2 separate regions of the Mus musculus genome follow, and region 1 is linked to region 2. Evidence: chromatin contacts called from public Hi-C data. All regions are on one chromosome and are shown on one strand. Each heading gives the region's core, a stretch centred on a gene start, on an enhancer-like site or on the middle of the called end of the contact. The rest is flanking DNA. Distances are from core to core; before and after follow the strand shown. Region 1 has its middle 62 kb from the start of 2310003N18Rik. Region 2 overlaps Ncam1 (neural cell adhesion molecule 1).

The links. Hi-C and Micro-C count contacts between places; a contact is called where the count stands out from the background.
Region 1: a Hi-C map of uterus shows a contact between it and region 2, with 5 times the contacts expected there. The contact joins two enhancer-like sites. A contact is called at or near these places in 2 of 15 datasets of contacts at CTCF or cohesin (the NIH/3T3 cell line and embryonic stem cells), 34 of 484 Hi-C or Micro-C datasets (the HL-1 cell line, MC3T3-E1-derived osteoblasts, adipose-derived mesenchymal stem cells and 16 more), 7 of 115 datasets of contacts at active chromatin or transcription factors (the NIH/3T3 cell line, astrocytes, embryonic stem cells and 1 more) and 1 of 9 other capture datasets (embryonic stem cells).

What each region holds. Positions count from the first base shown.
Region 1 is chr9:50,169,082-50,173,943 of GRCm38.p6, forward strand. No RefSeq gene overlaps it. Among named protein-coding and RNA genes, the nearest start is that of 2310003N18Rik, 62 kb to the right of the region's middle. Within about 2 kb of position 2,945, at least 35 of the 459 cell types and tissues checked have an H3K27ac peak or open chromatin away from gene starts, as enhancers often do. A contact at or near this core is called in cerebral cortex and uterus, where this site is marked.
Region 2 is chr9:49,655,974-49,660,351 of GRCm38.p6, forward strand. The region is part of intron 1 of Ncam1 (neural cell adhesion molecule 1); the gene reads right to left. Among named protein-coding and RNA genes, the nearest start is that of Gm11149, 140 kb to the left of the region's middle. Within about 2 kb of position 2,563, at least 24 of the 459 cell types and tissues checked have an H3K27ac peak or open chromatin away from gene starts, as enhancers often do. A contact at or near this core is called in cerebral cortex and uterus, where this site is marked.

The sequences.
Region 1 (4,862 bases), core at 1,695-4,194, 510 kb after region 2:
TTCTTACATCAGCAGAGAGCAAGGATGCAGCAGACAGGAGGGAGATAGATGAGTCTGGGATTCAAGGAGTGTGGTCCCTCCACCTGCTTGCTCCCTTCCTAAGGAGTTAACCTACTGGCCCCTCTCTCCTTGCCCCTGCTGTGTGTTTAAAACAAATAGGGTGAACTAAGCTCTGTCCTATTCTAAAACCTCAGAAGTCAGTCCCTTCCTTAGTATACAACTTACAAGCTACCTGCCACTGCATGTTACAGGGACTTTAGGGAAGTCACCTCACAACTCTGAGTATCAGGTTTCCTACTGAAAAAAAAAATGGGTGTAATACTGAATACTTGGCAGACCTATAAAATATATTCATGAGAAGGCACAGCCATGTTCCAGGTACAGCTAGGCAGTTGTCCCAACATGGTTTTCCTTGCATTTGTGTCTCTGTACCTGTCTCTTGCCTTGGCTACATCATCTATTAAAAGCTGTATACCCAGCTTATAGAATTCCTATGAACAAACAGTATTTCTGAAACCATCTACCTGAGGATCTGGTGTGTGACCAATGCCGGGCAATGGTTCATTTTAAATGTTGCTTTCCCTTCCCCTACAAACATTGGAGTAGCTGCCTCTGTCCTACCATTTCCAAATTGTAGGCAGTCTCACCATCCCTGTGCTCCAACTCAAGGGACTCCCTCACCAGCTCCCCAACTTCCTGTTCCTTTGAAGGTTAGAGCTTTGTTCCTTTAATGGTGAATTGCTGCCATCCCTGCAGGAGGAAACTAAATAACTTAAATTCACCCTAAGATACAAAAGACTAACAATAGGGCATTGCTCAAAGAGGAGCAGGAGGGAGGAGAGAGAGGAGAGTGCTAAGGGGGAGGGCAATCAGAGGTGAAAGGGGAAAGGCCTCCAAGGGCAAACCTCCATATGAAACTGAACATGGTCATTCAGACATTCGGAGGCCCCAGGATCTTGCCCAGAACTGACCCAGATAGGCCACTGCCTCAGAAAGACCTATCATCCTCTCATGGAGTCTCTCCCCACCCCCTGGAAGTTATCTTCTTGCTGAAGATCAAACCCCTCAAGGGTTCAGGGCAACAGAAAAATGCAAAGCTTGCAGCTGGGCATGGTGCAGCAAACCTGTAATCCCAATACCTAGAATTGCTTCAGCTTCAAAGCCAGGCTAGGCAGCAGAGAGTGACACAACCCCCAAACAAACAAACAAGAATGGAGCTTGCATCCTATCAGAGTTGGGATAAGTTAGGTGGGTTCTCTCCAGGGGAATTAGCCCCTCCACCTTCACCTTGCTTCTTCTTGGTCTCACAACTATGGAAAGAACTCCTTTTTAACTCAAACCAACAGTAGCTTTGCACTGTTCCAAGGTGTAACCCTAGAGCCCCGGAGCAGTCTGGTGACAAAGGGAGATGTTATACTGTAATGGAAACACACCAACTCAAGAGATGATAAAGATGACTAGAGCCCTTGATTGTTGACACAGAGGCTTGCTATGTAGCTCAGGCCGCCCTAGAGTTCACAATCCTACACAGTCTCTGTGCTGTGTGCTGGGAGGGCAAATTTTGACCATGAGAGTCAAAAGTTTTGATTTCGCAATTGAATTGGATCCCATATTAAGTCTGACCCTGGACAAGGGATGTGAGCCTCTTCAGCGTCACCAGGGCACTGTGAAGAACGGTTTATCTAGAAACTCTCAGAGTATGCCTCCCAAGACCTCCATTCAGAAGAGATCCAGTTTCCCTGGCTGGAGAAGCCATTCTGTAAGAGTGCGATTCAGTCTGTGTCATTCTAAATCAATATTTTCATTGTTGTCTAATACTATCCTTGGAATCTTGACTTCATTTTCTTATAGTCCCACTTCCCTCAGAGTTGTACGAACTCCAAACCTTATAAAACCTGGTTGTATTGCTCATGGCCCTCAGGGGGTTACTCAATTAATGGGTAAAATGAAGTGCACACATACACACACAATGTGATTGGTTTGCAGAAAGCCAAGCACTGTTGGCCACAAATGATTATGAACAGAGTGCTGGGCTCCCTCCCTGCTAACCCAGGTAAGGGTGGGTCTAACACATGGTATGAACCTGACTGTGCTCTGCAGCCAGGCCCTAGCCAGCTAGCCTGGGCCAGAATCCTTAGTGACAGAAATGTTGTTCTGTGGATAAGCATCCAACTAGCTTTCCAGGAGGCCCCAAGCCTAGTCTTCCTTTTGACACGAAGCAGATTCCCCTTCTCTAAACCACTGTTTATATTTTAGCCAAGTGTCCCACATAAATCTCAGATCCAACCACCAGACTCTTTGGCTGCTAAAGAAAAGACAAAGACCAACAAGAAAATGGCCTAATAAGGAGTGTTCATAAAAGAGTTGGGGTGTCTCTGTAAAAGGCTATTCCAGGGTCAATTCCACACAACCCTACTGTGAGACTCCAGTATTGGAGGCCAGGATAGCGTTGAAAGCAGCTTCAGAGGGAAAACAAGGTTGTTTCAGAGAACCATGGCTCAAGCCAGGGGAGTGGGGCTGTGCAATATACACTTGGTTCAGGTCAGATTCAGAGAACTTCCTGAAGCCCCTGCTCCAGAGCGCTAGCTAGGAAACACACAGATTTGATTTCAGTTCAAATCTCTCCTATGTATGACTTCGTTTCCTATCCCCCCCCCCCCCTGCCCTTCACCCCCTCCCTCTTCCCTTTCTTTCTATAAGGAAAATAGAACGTAACTTTGTAATGGCTTTGTGGTCCCATAAATTAATATTAGGGTTTGGTTCAGAGCTCAGCGTAGTTATGTGGTAAATTGTGGTTTGGGGCTCATGGTCTGGATGAGGTCTCTGATTTGAAGGCCTGGAAGCTTGCAGAGTGGTGGCTAGAAAGAGCTCGGAAGAAACCTTTTGCTTGTAGGAGGAGTTGGCAGCTGAATCGAGCTGGACCTATGCTGACTCCCGAATTCTCCAGCCATTGCTTCAGGCTTGGATGCCCCTGTTTCTTTTCAGCCATAGTCTTGTGTAGTCTAGCCCAGAGTAGCTGTTATTTTTAAATAATAATTAAAAAGAGTGAAAGTAATCTTTGGGGAATGCAGGAAGGGAGAAAGTATCTTTATATTTAGACATTCTGGACTTGATTATAAATCCTGGAGCGTGGCCGCTCTGTTGGGAATTGCTTCTCTAGGCAACCCCTTCCTACATGATTAACCGACTACTGCCATCTAGTGGATTTGGAGGCCTTTGCCACACTAACTCCTAATGGAGGAGATGTGTGCATTGATTTTAAAGAGAAGCCATACTTAATTGGGCCCCTGCAAATCTTAGGATGGCCCACTGGTAAGGATTAAGAATCAGTCACTCTTGGATATTCCCCTGACTCCCCTGCACAATGTCTATGCTTTGACATCAATTAAATGAAGAAGGAGGAGGAGGAGGAGGAGGAGGAGGAGGAGGAGGAGGAGGAGGAGGAAGAAGAAGAAGAAGAAGAAGAAGAAGAAGAAGAAGAAGAAGAAGAAGAAGAAGAAGAAGAAGAAGAAGAAGAAGAAGAAGAAGAAGAAGAAGAAGGAGAAGAAGAAGAAGAAGAAGAAACATCAATGGGAGTTTATTTGGCAACTGACCAAAATCACTGTTACCCATTTACTGTGGGTAACAATCTTACTTACCAATTCCAGTTTCCCACTGAGGCTATAAACAGGATCATGGCAGTCCTTGGGCAAGACCAGAAGAAGCCCTTATTTGGAGGGGGAATGGGGGATCAGAGCCCTTGTAGCCATTTTCAAACAAACTGTGCTTTGGACTATTTAAGAAGCCCCAGGTTTCAGCCTCCAGGCACTAGATAGATACAAAGAGTCTTCTATAGATGGGATAAAAGTGTCTGGGGTGTGAACCCTGGAACTTCAGATGTAGCAGAATTCAAGATCACTTGCAATGTCTCTTCAGAAGGTAGATACATAAATATTCAGAGAAAGAGTTTAAGAAATAAACCAAATAGACAACACTAGAAGTGTGCAGTTTCAATCTAAAGCTGGATGTAGAGCTAATCACACACACACACACACACACACACACACACACACACACACACACACACACACACCAAGCCTCAGTCCTCTCATCTGGAAAATGAAGGCTCTGTTTAATTACCCTTCTGAGCACTTCTAGATGAAGTTGTATATGCTCAAGTTTTGGGAATAGCTCCAGGTCTGAGAGGTTGAACTGAGGGATCTTTTACACCTCACAAGGAGCACTTCCTACAGAAAGTGAGAGTATTTCACTTGAATGAGAACTTGATCAACCCATGGTGAGTTAGGTCATCCTGGTAGTTATGGATAGACCTAGGGGAAAGGCAGTGTACTGAGTCTCTTCTTGCCTTAAGTCACCGTGTGACCTTAGCAGGTTCTTTATATAATAACACTAGCTTTCCACAGCTAAAAGATATCCACAGTAGCTTTGATCTCATTTTCTTCTTAAAGGGTAGTGGAAGTATAAACAAGCAGAAGTGCTTCTTGAAAACCACAATATGGTTGGGAATGGCGGTTACACACACTTATAACCCAAGCACTCAAGAGACTGATGCAAGATTATCAGAGTTTGAGGCCATTCTGAGACACACTGCACAATTATCTTAAAAAAAAAAAAAAAAAGCTGAGTTGGGAAGGTATCTCATTGGGCAGCGGTGTCTGTTGTGCTAGCATGAGGAGCTAAGTCCCCAGCCCCTCTGTAGAATAGCCAGGCAGCTACATGTGCCTGTAATCTAAGCATTGGAGTGGTCAGGAAGAAACAGGAAAATCCAGGGATTTACTTGTCAATCAGCCATGTCAAAATGACAGGCTTCTGGTTCAGTGAGAGGCTGGGAGATGCTGTCTCAAGAGAATGAGGCAAACAAC
Region 2 (4,378 bases), core at 1,313-3,812:
TCGGAGTTTTGACTGCATCTCACTCGTTCCATGGCTATCACTGGCTACTGCTGTCCAGAGCAATTCTGCTCTGGAAATATTTGGCCATTCCATAGGGCAGGCCCAGAGCTGCAGACAGAGGTGCTCTACGAATCTGTATTTCACATGGCAGAGGTGTCTACAGCCCCACAGTTACCAGGGTCCTCAGGGTGTCTGCCCTCCTGTCCTCTCTAAGTAGGATCAGGTATGCTCCCCTTGAGAACTGTAGGCCGCAGGTGTCCCTGGGTAGCTGTTTATAGACATCTTGTTGTCAGTGGGTAGGACATCCTTGCTCCAGATATTATCTCTGCTTTCTTTTTCATCCATCATCCAAGTCCTCTCTTTTATACTTCCTTTCCAAGTCTCCTTTTCCTTCGCATTTCTCTTCTATTAAATGTGGCCATAAAGGAGTTTCTTACCTTTGTCCAGTGTTTTATCATTCTCCTCTGAATTTTATGGTGACGGCACAAATTTGAATATTTTTCCCCAAAAACAATTTCTAAAGAAAACAACTTAAATTGACTTTGTCTATACCCTGCAATCACTGGATTTTTGGCACTTTAAATACTTGATTTCCTTAGATTTGCTTTTCATAGAAAGGGTTTTCTCTCTTTGTTATATCTTTCAAAAATTAATTAGTTTTTACTTTTACTGGGAGGTGGGATGCATGCCAAGGCATCTGTGTGGAAGTTGAGGACAACTTTGTGAAGTCTATTTTATCCTCCTGCCTTTCTGCTGGTTTGAGAAATCAAATTCATGTCAAGAGACTTTTATGGGAAGCCCCCACTAGGCTGAGTCATGTCTCTGCTCCCTTATCTGTCCTTCGGTGGCTCATTCTAGTTCTCTGTGCCTCAAAGGAACACGACTCCAACAGTTACGCCTCTAGATTCTTTCCTATACAGATTTCTTCCATTTTCAAAGAGTCATGGCTTCCTGCTTCAGTTCTCAACTCATATTTTAATTCTGTTCACCAAAACAGAGCCAGGAATCTAGCAAGGCACTGTAGGTTCAATGAGAGACTCATTGTAGAAGAGGTGACAGAGAATGTATAGCAAATAGTAGAGATACAGAAATGGGAGACCATGTGTGTTATAGAGAATATGTCCAGTCTATGAAGAGAAGGAGCAAGAGACGCCCTGGAGGGAGCCCTCTTCAAGACGGACATTTTAGTCCAGTGGAGACCCCTAGTCATGTCGAGCTGGAAAAGAGAATTTCAAAGAGGGAGGGAAAAAAGCACAAATGTCTTCCAAAACGAAAGAGTCAGAAATATCTATGGACTTGGAAAGTATGTGCATGTGACCGGAGACAAGTAAGAGAAGAGGAGAACAGGGAGAGATGGCAGAGAGGGAAAGAACCAGAGCTTGCCAGATCCCTGTGAAAGAACTTAGATTTGTTCTTAGGGGGTAGTAGCAGGTCAAGAGAAATGGAGATGTCTGATTTTTTTTTTAAAATATCTTTTCCTTTATACATAATTCTGGAAGAATGTGACCCTGTGGCTTCTGATTCTCAAATCTGCAGCATATTTTATCAGGATTCCAAGATCAAATAACTAATTACTTCTTCCAAACACTTCCAAATGATCATCATTTAAAAAATCATCGAAAAGAATGGAAGGGAACAAGACAAAGCAGGGCTTCTCAGGACAGAGCTGTCTTTATTAACTCTAAATCACAGAATTGTTTAGTTGCTCAAAGTTTCGATAGCACTTTCCTACATTCCTGTGTTTGTTGTTTTTCTCCCTTGACAAAGTATGTTTAGAAAATGAGTGATAAGAATTTACAATAATGAGCTGTTCACACATGTTCCCTAAGTATTTCCCTGGGATAATGAAACAACGCTTGTTAAAGAACAACCAAGATGAAGACTATAGGAAAAGTAAGAACACAGATGTAAATAACAATTCGTGGCCATGTTTCTGTCACCAGGGCACCTATTGAATTGTAGGTGACAAATAGGGAATGGTGACATGTTTGGAAAACCACCAAAAATGACCTCCATTCCTGCCATGCATTTCTGTGTGAGTGCTAAATGACAGCCTGTGATGTCATTCCTCGGGGTGTTATACAGCTTTTCTCTTTGACATAGGGTTTCCTACAGGCATTGAACTCACCAAGTAGGCTGGCCTGGCTGGCCTGTGAGTCCCAGAGATCCTGTTGTCTTGGCGTCCACAGTGCTGGGATTAGAATGCACATGCTAGAATTGCAAGCCCCATGCTTGGCCTTTTACGGGCTTCTGAGAATTGAAGTATGTATGATTCTTGTGCTTGGAAAGGACTCACTTCACTGAAAGCCACCTTCCCAGTCTTCTTCTTGCCTTCTGATCTCAGTCAGTCACAATTTGTAAAGAATTTGCTGCTTCAAGGGTGTCCTTCCGCCTCACCTGCCCATGTGCCTGGAGGAATTTCCTGTGCACTTCTCTCCCATCCTGTCCCCTGCTACTGTTTCCCTATTGGCTATAGCTAGAGGTCAGAGGTTGGGCTATCCATTTGCTGCACAAGCATTCTGCCACTAGGCTACACCCCAGTCCTGTTAGTGTTTCTTGATACTTGGTGGTTGGTTCTGCCTGATTCCTCTCCAAGTCTAGCTCATTGCCGTTCTCTGTGCCACAGCCACAGGCTGGACGCAGAGCCCAGTTTCCCTCAGAAAGGCCCTGGGTTGGCCCAAGTCCATCTCCTTACTCGGACAAACACCAAAGGCTATAAATGAGATTTTTGTCAGGCCACAGATCAGAGACCTGGCCCAGCTAAAACTTCCGCCTAAGTCCAAGACACTCTTTCCCATTAAAGGCTTCTTAATAGGTGTAATTGGTAACTGCCTGAGAATAGTGTGAGCTCATTCAGGTTCTTCATCTACCCATTGGTGCTGAAATAACAGCCAAACAAAAGCAAAACTCCTCCCCAGCACAGTCACTCCCGAAGAACCCATGCTCAAGGCCCTCAGAGAGTGCAGCATAAAATGATTCCCCACACTTTTAGATGCTGTGTACCTCGATAGCGTGATACAAAGAAACCCCACGGAAGACAAGATTTGAATGGAAAAAAACGTGATAAAGTCTTATTTACAGAGGACTATGTAAGGATAAAATGCAATACCAGCAGAACCTCATGATACTCAAACTAAAAAAAATAAAAAGTTAGTAATGCATTTTAAGGCATATCCTCTCTTCCAATTATTGCTATTAATTGCCCCCAGGTCTAAGCAATCAGAATGATCTAGCCAATGGGGAGTAAAGAGTTGCCTGTAATACTTACTTATGGTTGCTGGGCATTGGAAACTCTGCCCCCAACCTGATTTGAGACATCAAGTACTTTGTATTATTATCTGACTCTCATAGGTCAGTGCCTTCATATTCCATTCCAGCTATAAACTAATAGCTGAGTCTCACGGGTTCATAAGTGGCACGGGCTTTGCCGGGCCTGAGGGTGGTTTGCTAATTTAAATTTTTATGCTGTACATGACTGTATCTTCATTCGATACAGCTGGATCAAGATTTGAAGTAAATCAATAATTTTCATTATCCCCCAAAGCCTAAAATCCTCACCTAGAAATTTCTGGAGGGTCACTAGCACTGCCACAGCCATTCTAATAGGGCTCAAAGCAGAAGTGTCAGCATGGTGCCATTCTACATGCTGGATGCTGGGATTGTGGTAGGATGTGTTCTGTGCAAGCTCAGAATATGCTAGGGTTAAAGCCAAGGGAAGCATGGCAAACTGATGACATCTGTAAGCCCATGGTGCCTTTCTCCTCACTGGGACAAACGGAGCTTAAGAGAGGGGTGGTTTTATTTCCCTCACAGGTTCTGTGGGCACAGCGATTCATAGTGGGATGGGACCCAACTGGTCACATTGCAGCTACAGAAAGATAGCAGAGACAGGGATGGCCTTTCGTGCTGCGTACTCTTCAGTCTAGAACCCCAGCCCCATGGAATGATACCATATTCAGGGTGGGTCTTCCCATCTCAGCTAACACAATGTAGAATTTCCCTTACAGACACATCCAGAGGTTTGTTTCTTGGGTGGTTCTACATTCAGTCAAGACAACAGTGTCAATTGTCATACCCCACGTTTCCCACAACCTCTTTTGAATGGCTCTACATAGGAGAGAGCATGACATATTGAAAATCACTTGCATATGAGTATACAATATACAGTACAACACACCAGTTTTCTAAATTATAAGAGTTTATGCTATTTTCAAATGGCTTTTGCAGATGACTAAAAAGGAAAAAAAATCCTTAAAGTATGTTCAGAGAGCATTAGCAAAAGATACTTAATTCTTCCCCAATTTTGTAATGTGTTCTTGGCACATGAACTATTAAGGCTCATTTGCTGAGACAAAGATGTGCAATGTGTACATATTCT